Regions from separate parts of the Mus musculus genome. Here region 2 is linked to region 1. The links are chromatin contacts, called in public HiChIP or PLAC-seq maps. All regions are on one chromosome and are shown on one strand. The core of a region is the stretch at or near the end of the contact, and the rest is flanking DNA. Distances in the headings are between cores, read along the strand shown. Region 1 overlaps Axl (AXL receptor tyrosine kinase). Region 2 has its middle 13 kb from the start of Gm51461.

Evidence for each region. HiChIP or PLAC-seq counts read pairs in DNA pulled down with a chosen protein or histone mark.
Region 2: a contact with region 1 is called in an H3K27ac HiChIP or PLAC-seq map of extraembryonic endoderm stem cells. The contact joins two enhancer-like sites. A contact is called at or near these places in 2 of 115 datasets of contacts at active chromatin or transcription factors (extraembryonic endoderm stem cells and pancreatic cancer cells) and 1 of 9 other capture datasets (liver).

Annotation. Positions count from the first base shown.
Region 1 is chr7:25,779,984-25,782,975 of GRCm38.p6, reverse strand. The region is part of intron 4 of Axl (AXL receptor tyrosine kinase); the gene reads left to right. Among named protein-coding and RNA genes, the nearest start is that of Axl, 7.3 kb to the left of the region's middle. Within about 2 kb of position 1,420, at least 202 of the 459 cell types and tissues checked have an H3K27ac peak or open chromatin away from gene starts, as enhancers often do. A contact at or near this core is called in extraembryonic endoderm stem cells and pancreatic cancer cells, where this site is marked.
Region 2 is chr7:25,877,577-25,880,420 of GRCm38.p6, reverse strand. No RefSeq gene overlaps it. Among named protein-coding and RNA genes, the nearest start is that of Gm51461, 13 kb to the left of the region's middle. Within about 2 kb of position 1,485, at least 31 of the 459 cell types and tissues checked have an H3K27ac peak or open chromatin away from gene starts, as enhancers often do. A contact at or near this core is called in extraembryonic endoderm stem cells and pancreatic cancer cells, where this site is marked.

The sequences.
Region 1 (2,992 bases), core at 171-2,670:
ACCCATGCATATGTGGCATATGTGGCAGTGTCCCCATCTTGTGGTCTCTGCAGAGGGCCTTTGTGGCTGCGCAATAACTGTTTTCCCCATCCGCCTGTTTTCCCATCCGTCTGTGTTTCTGTTTTGGCACAGATAAAGCTAGCATTCTCTCTCTCTCTCTCTCTCTCTCTCTCTCTCTCTCTCCCTCTCTCTCTCTCTCTCTCTCTCTCTCTCTCTCCCTCTCTCTTTCTCTCTCTGCGTGTGTTTGTGTGGTGTGGGGGGGGAGTCAACATTAACTTTTATTGCTTCCTAGTTTGTATCCATTTTGTCTGTCCCTTTCAACATGTGTTGTCTGGAGACAGAAGTACGCTGTTCTGTACGAAGTTCTGTAGTTTCTCAGTATTTATACTATGTATACTATTTGGCCAGGTGTTTGCAGTGCATGTGTGAGGGTTAGACTGTGTGTTTATATGTTCCTTCCCACACTGACTCGTGTGTGTGTGTGTGTGTGTGTGTGTGTGCGCGTGAGTGCGTGTGTCTGTCTGTCTGTCTGTCTGTCTGTCTGTTTATGGGGCTATGCCTCATTGTTAGTCTCCATGTGTTTACCAGTAAGTCCCAGTGCATTTATGTCACTGTGTTTGGTACAGCATCCGCCCTGTGAATAGTGTATAGCTTAGCCAGTGCTGCATTTCTGTGTGTTTACATTTGTGCTAATAACGGTCCCTGTGTATTTAAGAGTGATTCACTGTCGGGGGAGGGGAGGGTGCTTTGTAAAAGAATTTTGTCAGTTTGTGCGTGTGAGTGCCTCTCTGTCCCTCTCTATCTGAGTCAGGGCGTGTCCTCTTCTCCCTCCATCTCTCTCTTTCCCTCAGAAAAGCCATGGGTGGGAGTGAGCGGATGGGGTGGGGGCGGGGCAGTACATCTGGAAAACACATCTGGAGTCCACAGGCTTTCCTGTAGGGTGAGTGCAGGAGGAGAGAGGGGTCCTAGACCCCTCAGCTCATCCCAGTGTCCTCATTTGAGATGCAGCCCCTGGGGCATGAGAATGGGAAATCCCAGACTATGCCCACCAGGACAGGCCGGAAGTGGAGGGTGGGGGGCGCCCCGGTGACTCAGGCGGGGGCAGGAATGCTGCGGTCGGAACAGAACCGAGCTCCAGAACCAACCCCCCTCCTTGCCCCGGGGCTGCTACGGCTGGCCCTTGGCGCCAGCTCCCCGCGTGGTGGCCCCCACGTGCCAGGTGGCTGGACGTGATCCAGCGCTTGCCCCCCTCAGGGTGCCCTCCCAGGGCTGCGCATCCCTTCCTGGGCCGAGGGGGCTGCGCCGCGGGCACCTGACCTTGGCTGGGAACCGCAGCCAGCCGGGGCAGCCAAGGCTAGGGCGCTTCCCTACCCACCCCCTTCCGGCCTTCAAGACGGATTTTCCCCTGTTCCACTCCCTTTGCTGACTGAGAAAAGGAAACTTTGTGTCTGCCGAGAGAGAGGCTGCCCTCCAACATACCAGGTGGAGGGAACGCCGCGCTCGCACAAACGCAGATGCCACAGTGACACAAGTACATGCTGTTCTCAGACTTACACAAGCCATGAAACACAGATGGGAGAACGCAAGCACATCCACATCCACCAGGCTCAGAATTGCAGCCCCGGTACTAGAGGACTCTGCACACATGGGTATTGCATATCTGTGTGTTTGCCGGCCTGTGTCTTGAGTATTTGTATTTGTACACACTTGTGTGTGTGTCTGTGTGCACAGTGATGACACAGTTGCACACACAAACAAGACAAAACAAGAGACTCAAGACAAACACCTTGGCCCACGAACCTTTCCCAGACACACAAAGACATTTATTCAAAAACACATTAACTGGCTTGTTTGGCCTGTTACATAATCAGGCTCCCTTTTCTTCCTTACACACCCAAACACAGATGCACACACGTGTTCATTGGCTTGTAAGGCTTGGTTTTGTCGGCCTGCCATTCCAGCTACTCCAGAGGCTGAGACAAGAGGATTACATGTTCAAAACTCTTCTGAGCTACAGGGTCTGTTTAAGGCCGGTCTGGGCAACCTAGTGAGATCCTATCTCCAAGGAAAAGTTAAAAAGAAGGCTAGGAATGCAGCTTAGCAATGAGACATCTGCCTAGAATCCACCAGGGAGGAGCTGGGGGTGTGGTTCATCTGTAGAGCATCGGACTGGCATGTGTGCAGCCCTGGGCTTGATCAGAAATTTTCACTGGGGAAGGAGAGAGTGTTTAGCAGATAAGAACACTTGCTCCACTTACAGAGGACCTGAGTTCAATTCCCAGAACCTCCATGGGCCAACTCACATCCTCCTGTATGTGTCTAGCTCCTGGGAACCCCATGCCCTCTTCTGGCCTCTGAGGGCACCTGAATAAATGTGGCACACACACACACAATCTTTTTAAAAATTCACTCACAGCCAGATGGTGGTGGCACATACCTTTGATCCCAGCACTCAGGAGGCAGAGGCGGGCAGAGTTCTGAATTTGAGGCCAGCCTGGTCTACAGAATGAGTTCCAGGACAGCCAGAGCTACACGGAGAAACCCTGTCTTGGGAAAAAAAAAAATTCTCCCACTCATTCAACAGACATTTGTAGAGTACCTACTGTGTGCCCGGCCATGCTGCCACCTCAGGGTTACAAAAACAGACATTTCCTGCGCTCCTAAAATGGAGATTCTGAGAGAGAGCCCTAAGAAACATGATTCTTGGGCAACGTGTGAGCAAGCTGGCAGCGAGGAGAGGAAACCAAGCCAGGTTCCAGTTCTACAGAGATTAGTCAGGGGCAGGGTGACTTAGGTGTGCCATCCAAGAAGACGTGCATGAAGAAAGGAGGCTGAGGTCACATAGACATATAGACATCCTGTGAGAAGACCTTGTGTGTGTGTGTGTGTGTGTGAGAGAGAGAGAGAGAGAGAGAGAGAGAGAGAGAGACCAGAAGCAGACCAAGAGAGCAGTTGTAGGAGACAAACTTATCAATGAGCAAACCTATGTACA
Region 2 (2,844 bases), core at 236-2,735, 97 kb before region 1:
TGTTCACTTTGTGACAAGACATTCAGATTCTACACAATCTCACGTGTTGGTCTGTCTGTCACCCGTCTACTCCTTGCCCTTCTGTACCCAGAGACCCGTTCCACGCAGACAAAGGGACCCAGAGGATCTGCGGCACTACTCAGCTATTAAAAACAATGAATTTATGAAATTCTTGGGCAAATGGATGTATCTGGAGGATATCATCCTTAGTGAGGTAACCCAATCACAAAAGAAGTCATTAGATATGCACTCACTAATAAGTCAATATTAGCCCAGAAACTTAGAATACCCAAGATACAATTTGCAAAACACAAGAAAATCAAGAAGAGGGAAGACCAACATGTGGTTACTTTATTCCTCCTTAGAATAGGGAACAAAATACCCATGAAAGGTGTTACAGAGACAAAGTTTGGAGCTAAGACGAAAGGATGGACTATCCAGAGACTACCCCACCCAGGGATCCATCCCATAACCAGCCACCAAACCCAGACATTATTGCATATGCATATTGCATATTGAATTGCAAGATTTTGCTGAAGGGAACCTGATATAGCTGTCTCGTATGAGGCTATGCCAGTGCCTGGCAAATACAGAAGTGGATGTTCACAGTCATTTATTGGATGGAACAAAGGGCCCCCAATGAAGGAGCTACAGAAAGTACCCAAGGAGCTGAAGGAGTCTGTAACTCTATAGGTGTAACAACGATATGAACTAACCAGTACCCCAAAACCTCATATCTCTAGCTGCATATGTAGCAGAAGATAGCCTAGTCGGCCGTCATTGGAAAGAGAGGCCCCTTGGTCTTGCAAACTTTATATGCCCCAGAACAGGGGAATGCCAGGACCAAGAAGTGGGAGTGGGTGGGTAGGGGAGCAGGGCGCGGGGAGGGTATACGGAACTTTCGGGATAGCATTTGAAATGTAAATAAAGAAAATATCTAATAAAGAGGAAATAAATAAAGTTTACAACTAAAAAAAACAAAATCACAATACATTGAATAAATAAATCATTTATTTTTTCTAAAATCTGAAGGGAACCTGATATAGCTGTCTCGTATGAGGCTATGCCAGTGCCTGGCAAATACAGAAGTGGATGCTCACAGTCATTTATTGGATGGAACAAAGGGCCCCCAATGAAGGAGCCCTTTTTTCTAAAATCAAAAAGAAAGAAAGAAAGAAAGAAAGAAAGAAAGAAAGAAAGAAAGAAAGAAAGAAAGAAAGAAAGGAAGGAAGGAAGGAAGGAAGGAAGGAAGGAAGGAAGGAAGGATGGGCTGACATGTTCCAGCCCCAGCAGGGTTCAAAACCCTAAGGAGGATGTGGAGAATCAGTGAAATAAGACTAGATATATTTGCTGTAAGTTCACCCAACAAAGGCAAGAGAGGCGAATGAAAAGTGTAGGTGTGGGGCGGGGCTCTCTGTTGACATTCCTACTAGCAGGCCTCACTGGAACACTCCTTGAAGAGTAAATAAAAACCCCAGACAATAAGCCTTTAATCTCCAAGGGAATTTCTTGGAGCGGAGCCTTGAGATCAGAATATGTACTGTAGGCTCTTCAGCACGACCGACCGAAGGCCAGCTGGTCTCCTCCTCAGTGCTAGGTTGCCAGAGTCTCTCCCCATAGCTGTCTCTAGAGTTCTAAATGGCCACAACTCAGCAAAGCAAGACTTGGCACAGAGTTGTTGTAAGGACATTGCAAATTCTGGCATCACCTTCCTTACCTGTAAAATGGAGCTATGTATGAGTCCTTATTTCTTAAAAGATATGGAAGGGGGGGTATGGTTGCTTGCTGCCAATTCTTATGACCTGAGTTCTATCCCTCAGACACACATGGTAAAAGGAGAGAATCTAATCCCACAGTTTGTTCTCTGACCTTTACCCACACACCTCAGGACACAAAAAAATAATTGGAATATAAAATTTAAAAAATATGAAAAGATAATATGATTAGATGTCCAGAAAATGGTTTCAGCATTACCCGAACAGTTAATAAAGGCATTTCTTTAGAGTGAATAGAAGAGGCCATTTCTCTATGTCTTTGAAGAGTCCATGCTCCTAAGATGAGACCTGTTTGTGCTTTAAATTCTTTGAAACTCAGCTCCCACGTGGTGATTCACAGCTTCAGTTTCAGGGGATCCAATACCTTCTTCTGACTTCCTAGAATACTAGGCATGCACACAGTGTGCATACATACACACAGAAAAACACTCACACGCATAAAATAAATGAATCTAATAAAATATAAATAAATTAATCATAAAGGAGAAGACAGGTAGAGGGAGAGAGTCCCTGAATTATCAGTGGAGTAGAGTGTCAATGGGCTTCAGTGCTGGAGAAGTTGTAGCTATGGTTGGTTCCCTTGACATTATGTTGGCACAGACCCTGTGTGTGTGTGTGTGTGTGTGTGTGTGTGTGTGTGTGTGCGCGCGCGCGAGAGAGAGAGAGAGAGAGAGAGAGAGAGAGAGAGAGAGAGTGAGTGTGTGTGAGTGGGTGAGTGCAAATGCCCTCAGAAGCCAGAATAAGGTGCCATATTTCCCAGAATTGGTGCTACAGGAGGTAGTGAGCCACTCATGTGGGAACCTGCTCTTAACCAATTAGTCCAGCACATTCCCATAATCTGACTGTGTTCTACTTTGGCTTCAGGTACAATATATGAGCTAATTCCTTTTCTGTTGAGTGTGAAGCTTTTCTTAAAACTTCTGCTATAAACTGAAATACTAAGCTGAAACCTCAGTTTCAAAGAAAGAGACTATAAATGAGAACGAATTAGGCCGTGGTGGCTTCCACTTCAAGAACAGATTAATAACGGCACACACCTGTAGTTCCAGTGCTCAGGAGGCTGCAGCAG